2 separate regions of the Zea mays genome follow, and region 1 is linked to region 2. A link is a contact called in public Hi-C data. All regions are on one chromosome and are shown on one strand. The core of a region is the stretch at or near the end of the contact, and the rest is flanking DNA. Distances in the headings are between cores, read along the strand shown.

The links. Hi-C and Micro-C count contacts between places; a contact is called where the count stands out from the background.
Region 1: a contact with region 2 is called in a Hi-C map of bundle sheath, with 2.3 times the contacts expected there. The contact joins the promoter of LOC103629823 here to the promoter of LOC100382126 in region 2. A contact is called at or near these places in 2 of 25 Hi-C or Micro-C datasets (bundle sheath and tassel).

Annotation. Positions count from the first base shown.
Region 1 is chr6:115,295,576-115,300,662 of Zm-B73-REFERENCE-NAM-5.0, forward strand. LOC103629823 (ABC transporter G family member 42) reads left to right here and starts at 3,287. Exons shown (of 21, transcript XM_008650927.3): 1 at 3,287-4,038. The coding sequence starts at 3,611.
Region 2 is chr6:115,044,639-115,049,439 of Zm-B73-REFERENCE-NAM-5.0, forward strand. It overlaps LOC100382126, which reads right to left and starts at 2,938. Exons shown (of 12, transcript NM_001174887.1): 1 at 2,365-2,938; 2 at 2,158-2,235; 3 at 1,940-2,047; 4 at 614-676; 5 at 363-524. The coding sequence starts at 2,469.

The DNA.
Region 1 (5,087 bases), core at 2,037-4,536, 250 kb after region 2:
CCACCCACCGTGACTTAGACACCAAGGTACTCGAAAATCACTATTCGGTACATGCATCAACCCTGTAGCCACATGTGGGCATGCTAGTATACCATGAAGTATGATCAAATACATGTTGCTACACCGGTTATCAACTACACCATACCCAATGGCAAGGACACCATTTTATGTTGATATGACATAACACACATACCTTTGTTGTAGGTATGACTGCTACTAAAGAATGACATCTCGACATCGTGCAATGATCAAAGGGATGTAATAATAGCACCAACATCAACATCTTTTCATCTAGTATAAATAGAAACATGCTTAACAGAAGAGGTAGATGCATGGCAATCATTTAATTTCACAATCTTAGCATTAAAATTATTATTTGCACATTTAAGACTAAAAATTGAATCATTGCAGTCATTTAGCTCATTGGTCAAAATTTTATTCTTCTCTTTCTCATGAGTTAGGGCCTTTTCAAGTTTCTCATTTTTCTTTGTCTCATCAACGAGCATAGCTTCTTGCTTCTCTAAGAGTTCATCCTTCTAATTATCGACCTTAATCAATTCATTCACTGTAGCAATTTGATGTCTACTAAGGCCCTTGAAAAATATAGTAATCTCTTTCTAACCACTGTAACCATCATCATCACTAGAGAAAGTATATTTAGAAGATGTTCTTGTGGATACCTTCTTCTTACTCTTATTTGCCATGAAGCATGTGTGGTCGACCTTCGAGAAGAGAGAGCTTTTGTTGAAGGCGAGGGTGGTGACGCCTTCATCATCGAACTCGAAGGAGCTCTCATCCGAATCCCACTCCTTGTCGATGTGGGCTCCGCCTCCTTCTTCTTGAAGAATTTCTTCTTCCCATTCTCCTCTTTTATGTCATCATTATATTTTGCATATGGACAATTAGCAATAAACTAGTTGGTCTTACCACATTCGAAGCAAGCCCTCTTACCACAGGGCTTGTAGCCCTTGCTATTTCGGTTCCTTAGGATTTACTGGAAGCTCTTGATAATGAGGGCCATATCCTCATCGTCAAGCCCCAAAACATCAATGGTTTCCTTCTACTTGGGCCCTCCTCGTTTGTTGGCTTCAAGGAAACAATTTGTGGCTCAATGGAGGTGATGTTTCCTTGCGCCAAGTCGTCGATGAGCTTGGAGTCCTTAACCATCATCGCGTGGATTAGGAACTTCCCAAGCACATCTTCGAGCGACATCTTCTTGTACCTAGAATTCTCACAAAATAAGGTTACAAGAGTAGCATTACGAAACGTAAAGGACCTTAGCATGAGCTTGATGACTTCATGACCCGTCCACTTATTGCTTCCGAGGTTGCGCACTTGGTTCACCAAGTTCTTGAGCCGGTTGTAGATCTCTTGTAGCCCTTCTCTCTTGATCATGGCGAACTGACCGAGCTCCCCTTCTAGGAACTCCATCTTGGTGACCTTGGTGATCTTATCACCTTCATGCGCCGTATTGTGTGGGTATCCCATATTTTCTTGGCGCTCTCCAACCCGTCCATCTTGTTGTACTGCTTACACAAAGAAGCAAGAAGTACTACGATGGTTTACGAGTTACGATGGACAATTTGTTCCACCTCCACTGGGTTGTACCCCTTGTCGTCGTCATCGGGTATCTACATTCCTAATTCAACAACATCCCAAAAAATTGGTAGGTTTTAGAACTCCACCAACAATAATCTGCACCATCATAGTGTGGTGTTTTTTTCCAAGTGGAACAGAAAGTAAAGGGATAGTTGTATTGCGAGGAATGCGAGAGCAATTGAAAGACATCTAAAGCTTTATTCTTCCCTATATCATGGAGCACCTTTAGAGCATCTCCAACAAATACCTTAAATCAGTACTCTACCTTGAAATGTAGGGTCGAACCCATAAAAACGGCACAAACTGTGCTGCATTTTACAAACTTTTATCAAAAAAGATACATGACACACTATGAAGTGACCCAAATAATATACTACTCCATAGTACAGTCCAATCCCTTTATTCTATATCATTCTCAATATTTTCTTTCATAATAAATAATTTACATCCTATAATATATGATTTTGGGTTTAACGTTAGAATTCGATTAGGGATTTTATAATATTTTAAATGATGCAATATTTTAAATTACAGGACACTTTTTTGAGGTATTTTGTTGGAGATGCTCACCGTACACACCATTGGCCGACCAGTTATCCGAAAAGGAAGAAAAGCTAGAAAACACTCTTGGATGGACGGTATCGTGATTCCCTTTGTCTCCGCATACAGAACGTAACGCGACGGTCGTGCTAACTGACACTATATATCGAGTAGCTAGCGAGGTCGATGTGCCTGGCAGTCGTGTGCACCTACAGAACCTGGCACGTACGTAATCACTGAACTGCTCGGAAGTCGGAATGCAGGCGAAGCGACTAGGACTAGCTAGCGAGGGCGCTGGCACGTACGGTGACGGTACGGTAGCAGCGGCTGCTAGTCATCGGCCGGCCACCTGCGCTCCTGAAACGGCGGCACAACCGGCCACCTGATTCTGATCTGCCGAGCCACGTCCACCGCACGACGAATCCGCCGCCCGCCCCGCCCTCACCGTCACGGGCCGGCTGTGCCCACCTACCGACGCTCGCGGTTCGTCCGACGCCCTCAGCAACCCGCACTGGTCGGTTGGTTTCCCTGGGGACGATGTCCACCCACCGCGGTCCCCTCGGGTCAACCGCGCGCGCAGAGCGCTGCTATTCCCTGCCCGGCGCGGCGGCGCCCCCATTTCCCCGCGCGCCAGCTAGCTCAAGAGTAGGGCTGAAAAAAAAGCTCGAGCCTTGCGAGCTGGCTCGGGCTCGATCAGGCTCGGCTCGGTGAGGCTCGTGAGCCTAAATGAGCCCGAGCCGAGCCTAATTCCATGGCTCGCTACACTAACGAGCCGAGCCGAGCCGGCTCGAGGCTCGGTCCAAACTACTTCTTACTTGTATCTCCGTTGACCAATGTGTAAGTGTGCTGTTTTAGTCACAACTCACAAGGAACTAGAGTGCAGGGACATAAATTTTTATTATATGGAACATATTATGCTTTAAATTTGAGTTAATTACTATATTTACTGTTGTTGAGTACTTGAGTGTACAGGCTCGCGAGCCTATATCGAGCCGAGCCGAGCCTCGTTACCGAGCTCGCTAAGTGATCGAACCGAGCCTGGCTCTGCTCGCTATTCCACCGAGCCTCACCGAACCAAGCCTGGCTCGGCTCGTTTCCAGCCCTACCCAAGAGCGCAGCAGCGCGTATAAATAAACGGCGCGCTCCTAGTCCTCCACCTCCCGCTCACTCCGAGTCTCACTCTCACTCCGTCCTCCCTCTTCCTTACAGAAACACAACTCATGCAGCTCGTACGGCACCACCACCACCACCACCAACTGCCGCACTGACACATGCATGCGCAGAAAGCAGCTAGCTAGCGGCCGGTGGCCTTGAGAGCCGCTCGCTAGCTTTTAAAATTAGCCACCAATTCAATCTCTAGCTAGCTTGGGGGAGCTCCGTTCCTAGCTACACGTACGGGCGGCGCGGCAACCACCAGCCGTGTAGCCGACCTAGTACGTTGGAGCGAAGCATATATCGGCGGCCGCATCACATGGAGAGCGCGATGGAGAAGGTGTGGGAGTCGGGGCGGCGGATGAGCCGGAGCATCGGGCGGGGCATGGGCATGGAGGCGTGGGGCGTCGACGACGCCTTCGTGCCGCAGCACGGCTCCCGGTCCCGGGGCGGCGGCGGCGGCGGCGGCGACGACGACGAGGAGGCGCTGCGCTGGGCGGCCATCGAGCGCCTGCCCACCTACAGCCGCGTGCGCACCGCCATCCTGTCCACCGAGAACGCCGCCGTGGTTGACGACGACGACGACAAGACGCGGCGGCCGCCGCCGCCGCAGCAGCAGCACTTCAAGGAGGTGGACGTGAGGAAGCTCGGCGTCGGCGAGCGCCAGGAGTTCATCGAGCGCGTCTTCCGCGTCGCCGAGGAGGACAACCAGCGGTTCCTCCAGAAGCTCCGCAACCGCATCGACAGGTGCGTACGTACGGACGCACCCATATGCAACCACCCTCGACCTCGACGTCGTCTATCTATCTAGACATATTTGCCGTGCCGTGCTTTCGTTTCCTGTTGCCTAGCTACTACTCCACCATGTGGACACCACGCATGCATCCACAGTAGAGTTGGCACGTACTTTTCGTAATCACTCCGACGTACTAGTACGAGATACATGGGGCTACTTCATATTAAAGCCGTCTACTTACACTTGCTGTAATTCTAATTAAAAAAAAACATTATACAAATAGTAGAAGCCCATACATATTAAAACTAAACGAACATGCTATCGACGTGCACAGCAGGCCGCTGCATATAGCTGGCTTGTTTGCTGCGCCCAGGGTTCTTTGGCTTTGGCTGGCTAGATTGTGGTTTCTCCTTCCCTATCATATGGAGTAATACAAGCTTCTAGAACATGAACATCATTACAGAGTACCCACCATGATTTGATCGATCGATTGATGGGACCGGTGTCACCATTAGGGCAGATATACGTCCCTTGCTCGGTCGGGAAGCAAATGGCTCGTGCCGTCAGCCCGTCATGCGTCAACAAGACCTGTGAGCCATGGTACCGAGAAAACCATCTGTGGTGGCGGGTCCTGGTTAATTAATGAGGTCATCCCACGTCTACATGACGCGAGAGGTCTTTCAGCGCAACATATATATAGCTGTCATAGTACTCCTACTGCCGATTCCATTTTGTTTGCAGTCTCGCATGTACTTAGTATCCTCCTCCTCTATTAAAAAGTACTAATAAAGCCCGCGTTTTTTTTTGTATGTGATTCCAAAACAGAAGAGGTCCCTAGGATCAGTTTAAAGTTAGACATCCAAATCACCACAGTACAAAAAAAATTATATACTACTAACCTATAATCCGTACTAAAGATACAATTGTAGAGAGAGGAAATGGGTCGACGGCTGCTGTGATCCGAGTGAAAGAGAATGATGTACGAATTCAAATATCATTGTTTATTTAAGTGTAAGTGATATGTGGTTATCTAACTATTTAAATAATTTGTTTAAATAAT
Region 2 (4,801 bases), core at 1,688-4,187:
GTAATTTGCAATTTAAAACTGAAGCGAAAGGAAGACTGATTTGATATGGCAAGCACAGGCCTGTACGATGGAACCTCTGACATTCTACCCATGCTATAAACACAACCAACACACCTAGTGAGTCATAGGAATTCCTCACCAAATGCATTGTTCTAAAGTAGGAACGACGCCTGTAGACATAACAAAACACTGCCATGTACCATGTTTTATACAAAGGGATGTATTCTGTGTCACACTAAAAGAACAGCTGAAAATAAAAATCTTTATGATACTACAAGTTCAAACACCTCATGAAATAAGCTGTCGAAGTTGAACAGTTAAACAATTGATTAAATGGGCAAAACATCTAGTAAGAAACTTACAGCTGGTACTACTAAGAGGGAGACACTGGCATAAAGAAGGTCAATAGATATTCCATGGAACTTGAATTTCATAACAGGGACATGTGCATCAGGTACAGGCTGCAGCTCGGTCACATCCTCTGTTTGTGCTAATATCCCATGCAGTACAATAAAAAAATCTTCCTGCCAACAAATCATATGTTAGTAAAGTCCTGTCTCTAATACATAAACCACCACACCGATTGTGTAACATAACAGAACAAAAAAATCACCTCACGGTTCACATATGAAGGTCCAACACAGAGGGTATCAATATCAGCTCCAGGTCCATGAACCTACAAAGGTGAAATACAAATAAAAAACAAATTATTATGTGAAATAAGTACTAAGAATTTTTTTCACAAAGCAGGATTACAGAAAAAAATGTTCAGGCCCACGTAATTTATATATTTTCTACAGACAAAGCCTTGTAATCAGAAAAAAGGGCAGACCCAATGCCAGAGGAAGGGATAAACCGACGTTGCAAATACAGAAAGGCTGCTTCAAATCCGTAACCTGGTGACACAGTGGGACAGCTCTCACCACTACACCAAGCCTGCCCTTCTAGCCTTGTGATGAGAAGCATCATGAAAATCCAAATATCAAATTACAATACAATCCTGATTTTATACAGAGCTAGTCCGATGACCTAATCCTGTTTCTACACACCTATAAAATCCCAAAAGATGTGTTTGTGTGGCCTAATACTTGTTAGAATCACAAGGTCACACCAGAACTTTAAATCACCTATTACTGGCTATAGAAGCTGTTACCAGCAATTAATGGTTTGTTACCACTTGTCACTATGTATCTGACAGCAGCATGACTACGTCCAAAAGATTCAGCTTGGATCCAGTTTCTAATTGACAGCAATGTGACACAACAGAGTGATATGAAATATGGTCATCAAGGTATCTATACAAACCAGGCTAGCGGCCACCAGATATGAGCATGACCATTAAACTCGAACTATGGCCAATGATGAATGAGGAACATTGTTGTGCAAGAACCGAACATGCCTCATCTCAACCACATTTCCCTATGGAATGCATATTCTGAATTTATACGTTGGCTTAACAAGGACAATGTTTAGGTCTTCAGAAACTCAAATTTATTCTCAACCAGCACATGCTTCATATCACAAGGTAGCATGACAAGTTGCAGAACTTCATGTTAAGTTGGATACTTGTCGGCAAATTTACTTTTTTAAAAATGTGACTCTTATCTCATTAAATTGCGTTCTCAAAAGAGCAGGTTTGGATAAATGCCATCACTCCTACACCACATAAATCCCACTTCCCAACATTTAGACTGTTTCCATATCAGTTGTAACTTGCAACTAGTCCTCAAGTACAAGAAATTCCATTGTTGTGTTTTAATAGGGCACGGACACTGTTAAAGGAGCATCAAATCAAAACTATATAGAAACACAATTCAAAAGTACAAAGACTATATAAAGTGTACACATCAGTCCATCACGATTCCACTAATGGATGAACAAAAGATGGGTGACAGAGCAAAAGAGGTGCAGCCAGTAAGAGGGAAGTGGTAAAAATTACCCCAAGACGGTATGAGCCAAAGGTGAAGAGTACAGCATTTGCCTCTTCAACCATTTGATCAGTGTATCCTCTCTGACTAGTCAATTGTTTTACCCAGTCTTTTACAATCTGCAAATGCCCAAAGAACATGCTTAGGGAAGGATAGTGATGTGTTGAGCAAAGTGACAACCATGGGCATGTTGTGCATTAAGAACACGTGTGGCAACAAGGAAAGCTACCTGGTCAAGCTTCCCCAGCACCTCCTCCCGCCTAGCAGATTCGTCAGGGCTCTCATAGAGACCCGACTCGAGCAAGAACTGCGAATCAACAACATAAAAACTGTAGCTGTAACAGATACTACAATATCAATCTGAGACAGAATGTGAAATCGTCAGGCGCAGAATTGAGACAATACTTGTGGGCATGAAACTGAATCAATTACAAACCTTCTCTAGCTCCTCCGTCCTCTGGAGGTCGGCCTCCACCGGTCCGAGCAACGACAACGGCTTGGTTATTCCATACTGCTTCGGGGCATCAGAGCCGCTGGCCATGGAGCCAACGACAGAAGAACACAAAACCCTCCTCCGGGACGCGGCAAATAAACGAGCCCCCAACACGAGGCCGCCCTGACGGAACAGAATAGCGTAACTAGCGCGGATCGGCCGCCGGAAACCCTGGGAAAATCCCGGTAACTCGCAGCCGCGCCGCCACAAAATCACAGCTTTTATGCGGAGATCGAGCGAGGCACGACCTCTCCCCGGGATCAACACCGCCCGAGTCCGAAATTTCCCAGACAACCTGCCCGGACTGCGCCGCCGGGACGGGTCGGATCAGATCAGGCCGGACTAGCCGCGGCCGGAGAGGACCATCCAATCCAGATCTCCCTCCCCCGCGCGGATCCGGAGATCCGCCGCCCGCGTAGGCGGGGAAGAGAGATACGGAGGTGGCGCGTCGGCGGGGTGGGCCGTAGGGCGGCGGCGGGGGGAGGGCAGCAGGAGAGAGGGACGGCGAATAGGTAAGGGGAAGGTCGTAGAGAGAGAAAAGGTAGCGCGTGCGTTCTGTGGGCTATCCGTCCGTCTATTTCTTCCCAGGAGGACAGTGAAGGTAGGGAAAATATGAGAGGGGTTAATCGGATATTTGGTCGTAGAGAGAGAAACGGAGTGTTCGTTGTGTATATGATCATTTTCCTTGAGATGTGATATAATAATATCTTTTTTTCGGTTAACGCGGAGTCGCACAGAAGGGGCCGGCCCGTGTTATCCGTTGGCGCCGCGGCATGGGCGACGCGGAGGAGCAGAGAAACGCGCCGGAATTGGCGCGGATGGCGAGGCTGTGTGGAAGTAGGGATGGCAGTTAGACCGTGGGTACGAATACCCGATCAATATGGATATCAGTAAAAAAAATATCCACGCGTCCTTTCGGATCGGATATCGAAATACATTGGATAGTGTACGAGTATAATATTTTACCCGTAGTATCCAGTGGATACTCGAGATATCAATTCTTAAATGGGCTATATTTACTAAAATTTAAAGCCCATGAAAAGATGGAGCCAAAAAACCATAACTCTCACCCGACCACACTATCTCTAATTCCATTCATCTCCTGTCCTCTCGAGTACCAGCTCTATATTTGAGCAACCTCACCGTACCACCGCACCCTGCCCCGCCCATGATTCGACATTGTGCGAGTGTGCAACCACGTCGTCCAGCCCCGCCGAGGATCTACATGCGTCACCCTGCGCCCCAGCCCGCCCAAGCTTCCTCCGACTCCGGCGTCTCGATCGATCTCCAGCGTCTCGCGCTCGATCTTCGGCTACCCGTGACCCTGACTGCGCCCTCCGATGATCCTTCCAACTTCCCTCAGTGTCCCTTTTTCTTCAAGTTTCCTCCGATTAGTCAAATATTGTCTTTCTCAGTGTTGCATAGTTGATTAGATGAAAACTTAATTATTTTAACATTTATTATAACAATAATTAAATGTTATGTAGTCTAAAAAACATATCCACCGGATATCCGATACCCGACGGTACCCGGTGGGTACGGATACAGGTACAGTTTCTCGTCCGATTGGCTTGGTGGATATGGATATTTGTAGAAGACTCGGGGGACAACATCGGGTCAGGTATTACTATACCCAAACATAATCCGACCTGCTGCCATCCCTAGGTGGAAGGGTAGGTAAAGTCCGGGCATGAGTAGTGGGCGTTCAACTTTGGTCGATATGGTCATATGGACTATCCTGGCGCCAGTGTACCAGAACGAAGTCGTACGGTAAGAGATCATCAAGTGACTCTCCATTTTTTACTCTTTATTTCACTCTTTATTTATCTCTCCATAAAAATTACATTTTAAATAGCATCTAATCCCAACATATCCTCTATTTCTCATTCTCTAACTACATTCTCCACACAACGACATGTGGGGTACACATCATCCCACACTTGGCAAGTCAGCTAGCCAAATTTGACTAAAGAGGGATCCAATTCTCATTCTCTAACTACATTCTCCACACACCGACATGTGGGGTACACATCATCCCACACTTGGCAAGTCAGCTAGCCAAATTTGACTAAAGAGGGATCCAATTTAGAGAGTCGGATGGTTAGTATGTTATTAGAAAGTTATTTTGGTGTTAAGTAGCCAAAATTTAACTTGACGAGCTATTTAACTAGTCTCTTGGAAATGCTCTAATGGGTGTTCTGTTTTTGTAGTTTTTTTTACCGGGAACAGATCGAGTTCATAATAGTCGGAAATGAAAACGGGGCAAAATGAACAAGTATACAAAAACAAAGGGAATATTAAGTGAAAAAACATATTTTAATATATATACCTCTTTTACTATATAATATCACCACCGTCATCAACTCTTGCAAAAAAACTT